Regions from separate parts of the Mus musculus genome. Here region 1 is linked to region 2. The links are chromatin contacts, called in public Hi-C maps. All regions are on one chromosome and are shown on one strand. Each heading gives the region's core, a stretch centred on a gene start, on an enhancer-like site or on the middle of the called end of the contact. The rest is flanking DNA. Distances are from core to core; before and after follow the strand shown.

Region 1 (3,163 bases), core at 102-2,601, 130 kb after region 2:
TGAGACTGCATTGGAGATGTAGGAGTTACTCAGTTAGGGGTCTCTTCCCATCTGGCCCCAGGAGATCACTGTCTTAGACAGAAGGCTCCTTGACTCCAGAAAGGCATGCTGGGAGAGGAAAGTGCCTCCCTCCCTCCCTCACCTGAATGTCACATGTCTCTAGCTCAGTTCTCGGCTAGAGTTCCTCTAGGCTCACAGCTGTGCTGATTATTTGAGCAGTGTTTAGAAATCAGGACCAATGGGTCTTGTCCAGCAGTCTGGGGTTAAGTTCTGCCCCTGTGGACCCTGACTTCTCTGGGCTTCTGCTTTCTCGTCTGTAGGGATCCGCAGGGGGACTGTGGTTGGGCGGACAGAACAGGGCAGCCTGCTCTGTGCCCAGGATTTGGGAAGTTGGTTTATTCCCTATAATCTCTCTCTCTCTCTCTCTCTCTCTCTCTCAACTTTTGTTCTTTTCTTATATGTTACATCCTCCCAGTCCCCCACCCCCACTCCAGCCTTCCCTCTCCTCCCCCTAGATCAACCCCTCTTCTATTCCCCCTCTTAAGAAAGAAAGAAAGAAAGAAAGAAAGAAAGAAAGAAAGAAAGAAAGGAAGGAAGAGAGGAAGGAAGAGAGGAAGGAAGAAAGGGAGGAAGGAAGAAAGAGAGGAAGAGAGAAAGAGGAAAAAAAAGAAAAAAAGCATGCATGCCTTGTGGGAATATGTACCTAACATGACCTAGCAAGATACAATAAGCCTTTAACCACTAGTTGAGCCTACTCTAGAATCCCCGGATCAGAGACCTCTACCCAGAGGAGCCAGAGAGATTGTGCAGGCTTCAAGTTCAAGTCCCATACCCTGTGAAGCAGCAAGTAAGCCAAAATTGGGGAAAGGATATGATATGGGCTGGTATGCCACACAGCACGTATGGAATTATGTTTAAGCCCTATCCCGGCCCCAGGGACCATCTCCACCCAAACCTGACACTGCTACTCATTCAAATAAACCTGCTCTCTAGGTGATGTGTCCCCACCTGATTCTGACAGACAGTCTGTAAGGTGACATAGTAGCTGAAGGGGCATTTGAACCTCACCTGGCTCTTGTGTCAGTTGGTCTCCCCAGACAGACAACTGGTTAGCTACTGGGGCCTTGAGGGGGTGGAGGGGAGAGCACAGGCTGGTTAAGGGTGGCAGACCCTGAGCCCCTGAGGAGCTAGGCACTTCTCCACAGAGGGAGGAATCCCAGAGCCATCGAGACCTGGTGTGACTTGCCTATCACCACCCTCTGCAGCCTAGAACTTCCCAGCAATGGACACGTGTTCAGCCTGAAGATAAGTGCCAGCCGAGAAAAGGCTTCCCTCACAAGTGGCCTAGGCAATTCTTTCTCAGAATCCCTTTGGTAACTGTGACTAAGAGGATGGAAGTAGAGACATCTGGGCTCCTGACTGCTCAGATTCATCCTTCAGTTAGGGGGGGAAGAGAAAGCAACTGTGAGTCTGGCAAGGGTGCTGGCATTGATGAGTGACAGGGGTGAGCATGCCAGATCGCCAAGGTACCCTCACACCAACAGTACAGCTCGTTAGCCTGCAGGCAGGGACTCAGGCTCAGAAAGCTGGTTACAGCATAGGCAAATGGCGGGGCTGGGATTTGAATGCCAATCAGCATGCCTCCATCCTGCCAGTGTGTACTCAGAATGCATACCAGGTGCACCAGAGTTTGGGGGGTGCTTAGGGGGCAGGTGAGGGAAAGGCCCCTCAAACCTGGAGTACAGTGAGTGCCAGCTCCCCCAAACCCTCTGCAGCTGAGAAAAAAAAAATGAAGCCTGCTCTATTGTAGGTTGTGAGAATAGTTGAGACTCCAGATACATTTTTGCATTGCAAAGAAAAAGGATAGGTTAACACCAGCTTGGAAGCTGCGAGTAGGGCCCCACTAGCTGCCTTGGGCTTTCTTTACTCTTTGCAGAGTTTCCCACACTGCAAGAAGAATCAGACTCCGCAGAAATGAGCGTGTCAGATTCCAACAGAGCAGAGTCCTTATATAGGAGAGAAATGGGCTGTGATTCTGGGCTCATTCAGTTCCCTCTGCTGTTACAAAGTGCCGAGGCAGATAACTTTGTATATAAAGGGGCGGTTACAGGTGTGGTTGAAAGTATTTGGAATCCCAGCACTAGGGAGGCTGAGGCAGGAAAGAGAGAGGGATGGGGGCAGGAGGAGAGTAGGAGAGAAAAAGAAAAGAGCTTAATTAACTCACAGTTTGTGTTGCTAAAAGTTGGCCCTTGAAGCCCCTCCCCTTGTCTGTCAATATTGTGATTGGCAGGGACAGAAATGTATCCCTTCTGAGGCCACGCCTCCAATGACTTAAAAGCCTCCCTGTTAAGCCCTACCTCTTAAAGGTCCCTTACCACCACCTCCCAACACTACTGCCTTGGGGACCAAGTCTCCAACCCCAGAATCTTGGCAGACAGACTCAGTTGAGCACAGCAGGTGAGGAAGGTTAGCAGGGAGACTTGTTCATGTGGAATGTGCTTAGCGGACTCAGCATCATGAAAAGGCCACTCAAGGGTGACCCAACCATGAGAACACTGTGGAAGGACCCACTTCTGCCCATCTCCTGGGGCCAAATCAAGGAGACAGATTGGATTCCACGATTCCTGGAGGGTTTTGCGGCATGGTAGGGAGGAATCCCATCTCTGAGGTCTTTCCAAATGACCTGTTTCTTCCCAGATCATCAGAAGCCCTCTGACTCACCTGTGGTAGTTAGGCAGCCAGAGAATCACGAGAGAAACAGTTCAACATTTCATGTTAAAGCAAGGCCTGGCCAGCTCTCTTTCTTCTACAAACTAACCATAATTCACTCTCTATTTTGTTTTTTAAAGGAGAAAACACAAGGCTTGTTATTATTGCAAAAGCCTCGTGGGTTGGCATAAGTGTGCCGGTCTGTGCATGCCTTTGTGGAAGTCAGAAGTCAATGTTGGTGTCTTCCTTTATCGCTTCCTGCCGTAGCTTTTGAGACCCACTCTCTTACCAAACCTGTAGCCCAACTTTTAGTTAAACTGAGCAGCCATCGGGCTCCCAGGAGCTGCCTTTCTCTGCCCTTCCCCAGCACGGAGGTTACAGCATACACTGCTATGGCCTGCTTTGCTGTGGCTGCTAAGAATCTGAGGCTCCTCCCAGTCCCATAGACGGTCTT
Region 2 (3,235 bases), core at 290-2,789:
ATCTGTCACATCACACCTAGTGTCAAGCGCAGAGAGAACTGAATAATCCATGTCTATTTGTGTGAGTGTGTGAGTGTGTGTGTGACACAGTTGTGAGCGAGGGAGTGTGTGTGAGAGTGTTTGTGTGTGTGAGAGAGAGTTGTGAGAAGAGTGTGTGTATGAGAAAGTTTGTGTGAGTGAGAGTGTGTGTATGTGATTTGTGCATGTAAGAGAGAGTGTAGTGTGTGTATGTGTATGTGTGTGTGAGGGTGTGTGAATGTGGTGTGTGTGTGTGAGAGAGAGAAATAGCGTGGTGTGTGTGAGTGTGTGTATGTGTATGTGAGGGAGTGTGTGAGAGAGAGTGTGGGAGGGAGTGTTGTGATAGAGTGTGTGTATGTGAGGGAGTCTGGTGTATGTATGTGTGTGTGTACACACATGTGTCTAGAAATCAGGAAATGGGTAAGAGTCATGGTCTCTTACAGTTATCCCTCCATTATTCCTACAGAATAAATGCCATATATTCTTGTTTGCTGGATGTCACACAGTCTTGACACTGGGGAGGACTTACCACATCCACAGGGAATGAGGTCAAGAGAGCGTGCTCACTGTGGAGTGCTTAGTAGCAGGCGCTTTGTCGTGGGCTGAGAGGCCTGAGTGGGGAATAGAGAGTGCCTCTGATCATTCAGGCTAAGACCGGTCCGTTTGCGTGTTCTGAAGTCATATGACAGCTGTAGCCTGACGACGCCCACATCTCTGTTCCAGTCAGGACTCCCTCTGAGTTCTAGAACTGCTCCAGTCTGCCTGCCAGACATCTCTGCTGGAGTAGTCCCTTACACTCTAACTGCCACAGGCACAACTATTAACAAAAACAAACAAAACAAAACAAAACAAAACAAAACAAAACACCCAATAACTTGTTTACAGGATATGTTCTCTGTCAGTTCTTAGGCAGGAATTCTCCTTTAATCATCTCATGTGGTGTGTGTGTTTGCATGTGTGCGTGCGTGTGTGTGTGTGTGTGTGTGTGTGTGTGTGTGTGTGTGTGTGTGTGTGTGTGAATGCGTGTGTTTTGAGGGTTGAGTCCAGGCCTTAAACGTGCTAACAAAGCACTCCACCACTGAGCTGCCTCTCCCAGTCCCTTTTCACTTTATTTTGCTGTGACATCTTACTAAATTGCCTGGGCTGGCCTGGAATTTGAATCCTTCCTTAGTGACCCAGGAAGCTGGAATTACAGCTCTGTACCGCTGTGCTCAACTGCCTTTTAACCCTCCCAATCATCCGGAGGCACAGCATCCTCATGACTGCTTTACAGATGAGAAAAGCTGGACCTTGAACTCAGATCCTCATGTCTGTGTGGCAAACACTTTCCTGGGCAAACTCTCCCTAGCTCTAAACAGCTCCTAGATGGAAGAAAAAAATTAGCTCATCATAAATACAAATTACTAAACAAACCCTGCAACTTACAACTAAAGGCCTGGCTTTGCAGCCACTTGGTCTGAAGGGTGGGGCATATCCCTGCTCAGTCTTGTTAAACCGTTCTCAGCAGCCAACGGAGTAACAAACCAATTAATTTCTCAAACACCACCTCTGTCGTGTCTGTTTTATCCTCCAGGCTTCTATGAACAGATTGCAGCAAAGCTAAAAATAAAATGTCACAAAGACTGGCTGGAAAGCTAGGGTTTTCATCTCACAGATGAGACACCAAAAGATCCCCCAAAGTCCCTGGGCTGCCAGAGAAGCCTGTCAGTTTCAGACAGTCACCCAGAGCTGGGAGGTGTAGCTCAGAAGCAGAGCGCTTGCCTAGCAGCAGGAAGACCCACATTCCATACCCAGCCCCACGGGAAAGAAGGTCAAAGCCTGCCTGGCCCCAGGCTCAGTGCCGACAATGGCTAGAGCTTGTTTCATAAACATCAATTCCAAAACAAAAACCAAGGTTTCCCTAGGCCAAGAAAAACAGTGTAGACTTACAACCTTCTAAAGACCTAAGCAAACTAAAAAGATGATGGATCTCTGATGGTCAGCCCCGCAGTGTGAGCTTTGCCTTCCCACAAGTGGCTCAGATACAGTGAATCCTGAGGAAGGAGCATTGGTGTTTGCCTGCTTGCCTCTGCTTCTTGCTGGTAAATGCATCTGCCAGTGCTGTTGCTGCCTACCACTACCACACTTCATTGACATTAAACTCCAACTTCATTGGACCAGAAACTCTCCAGGGATCTTCTGAGGCCTTCAATACCAGACTTAAATAGCTGGGGCTTCAGCTTCATGCACTGGGCAGACACAAGTTTCTCAGTCCCTCAAGCACAATGATTTGGGCGAACATCAAATTGTAAACATACCTAAGACAGGACAAGGTATTTTTTTTTATGTCTCAATTGTGTGTTCTAGAGTTTGAATTTTGTAGAAGTTGATGTCATGTCACAGTGTCATTCATGAAGTTGGACGCCGCTGGTAAGCTGTTCAGTGACTGTGCTTTTGTGATAGAAGCAGTCAGTTGGTTTGGTTCCTCTGGGAAACCTTGCTTAATATGAGAGTATAGCAAGCAATGTTGGCACCAACTCAGTTAATGGGGCTTTTAAAGCCAAAGCCAACCAGAATAGTACAGCAGTTATTCACTGAAGCATGCAGCCCTCTGAGGCTTGTGGGGAAGCCCAACCCCTAGTGTGAGGGTGTCTGGCAATGGAACCTTTCTGAGCATGTTTCAGTGAGGTCATGGGGGCTGAGCTGAAAGATGGGATTCATGACTCCTTGTAAGAGACGACATCAGGAAGCGGGCTGTCTCTCTCTTTCAGCCATGTAGGAACACAGAGAGAAGGTGGGCATCTGTAACCCACAGACTGAGCCCGCAGCAGACCTCAGCCATACCTGGATCTTGAATTATGAGAAACTTCTAGTGTTTACATTCTCTAGTCTGAGGTGTCTGGTTAAAGGGAAAAGGGCAGCTTTGCCATGCAGAAGCCTGGGACACAGGCACTGTAATCAGCTCGCCATTGATAATGGAATGGGCCCAGCCCACAGGACCCTGGTGTGACTGACTGGCTGAGGAGTACACGGTAACACTGTGGGACTCTGCTGCGGGAAGTGAATTCTCTGGCCCTCACAGCATGGAGCATCCGAGGAACTCTCTAAGAAACACTTGCTGGGAAGCAAAACTCCAGTGGGGAGGCGGAGGGGAATAAACCTTAGCCAGTGACACATTCCAAACCTCAGAGCCATCTGAAGTAAAGGTGCCATCGAATCCCAAAAGGGGATTTTGCTC

What was found. A called contact is a pair of places that touch in the nucleus more often than the background predicts.
Region 1: a contact with region 2 is called in a Hi-C map of cortical neurons, with 2.2 times the contacts expected there. The contact joins two enhancer-like sites. A contact is called at or near these places in 13 of 484 Hi-C or Micro-C datasets (Sertoli cells, cerebellum, cerebral cortex and 7 more) and 2 of 115 datasets of contacts at active chromatin or transcription factors (astrocytes and embryonic forebrain).

What each region holds. Positions count from the first base shown.
Region 1 is chr12:105,570,515-105,573,677 of GRCm38.p6, forward strand. All of the region lies in intron 1 of Bdkrb2 (bradykinin receptor, beta 2), which reads left to right. Among named protein-coding and RNA genes, the nearest start is that of Bdkrb2, 8.9 kb to the left of the region's middle. Within about 2 kb of position 1,352, at least 6 of the 459 cell types and tissues checked have an H3K27ac peak or open chromatin away from gene starts, as enhancers often do. A contact at or near this core is called in cortical neurons, where this site is marked.
Region 2 is chr12:105,436,817-105,440,051 of GRCm38.p6, forward strand. No RefSeq gene overlaps it. Among named protein-coding and RNA genes, the nearest start is that of D430019H16Rik, 15 kb to the right of the region's middle. Within about 2 kb of position 1,540, at least 16 of the 459 cell types and tissues checked have an H3K27ac peak or open chromatin away from gene starts, as enhancers often do. A contact at or near this core is called in cortical neurons, where this site is marked.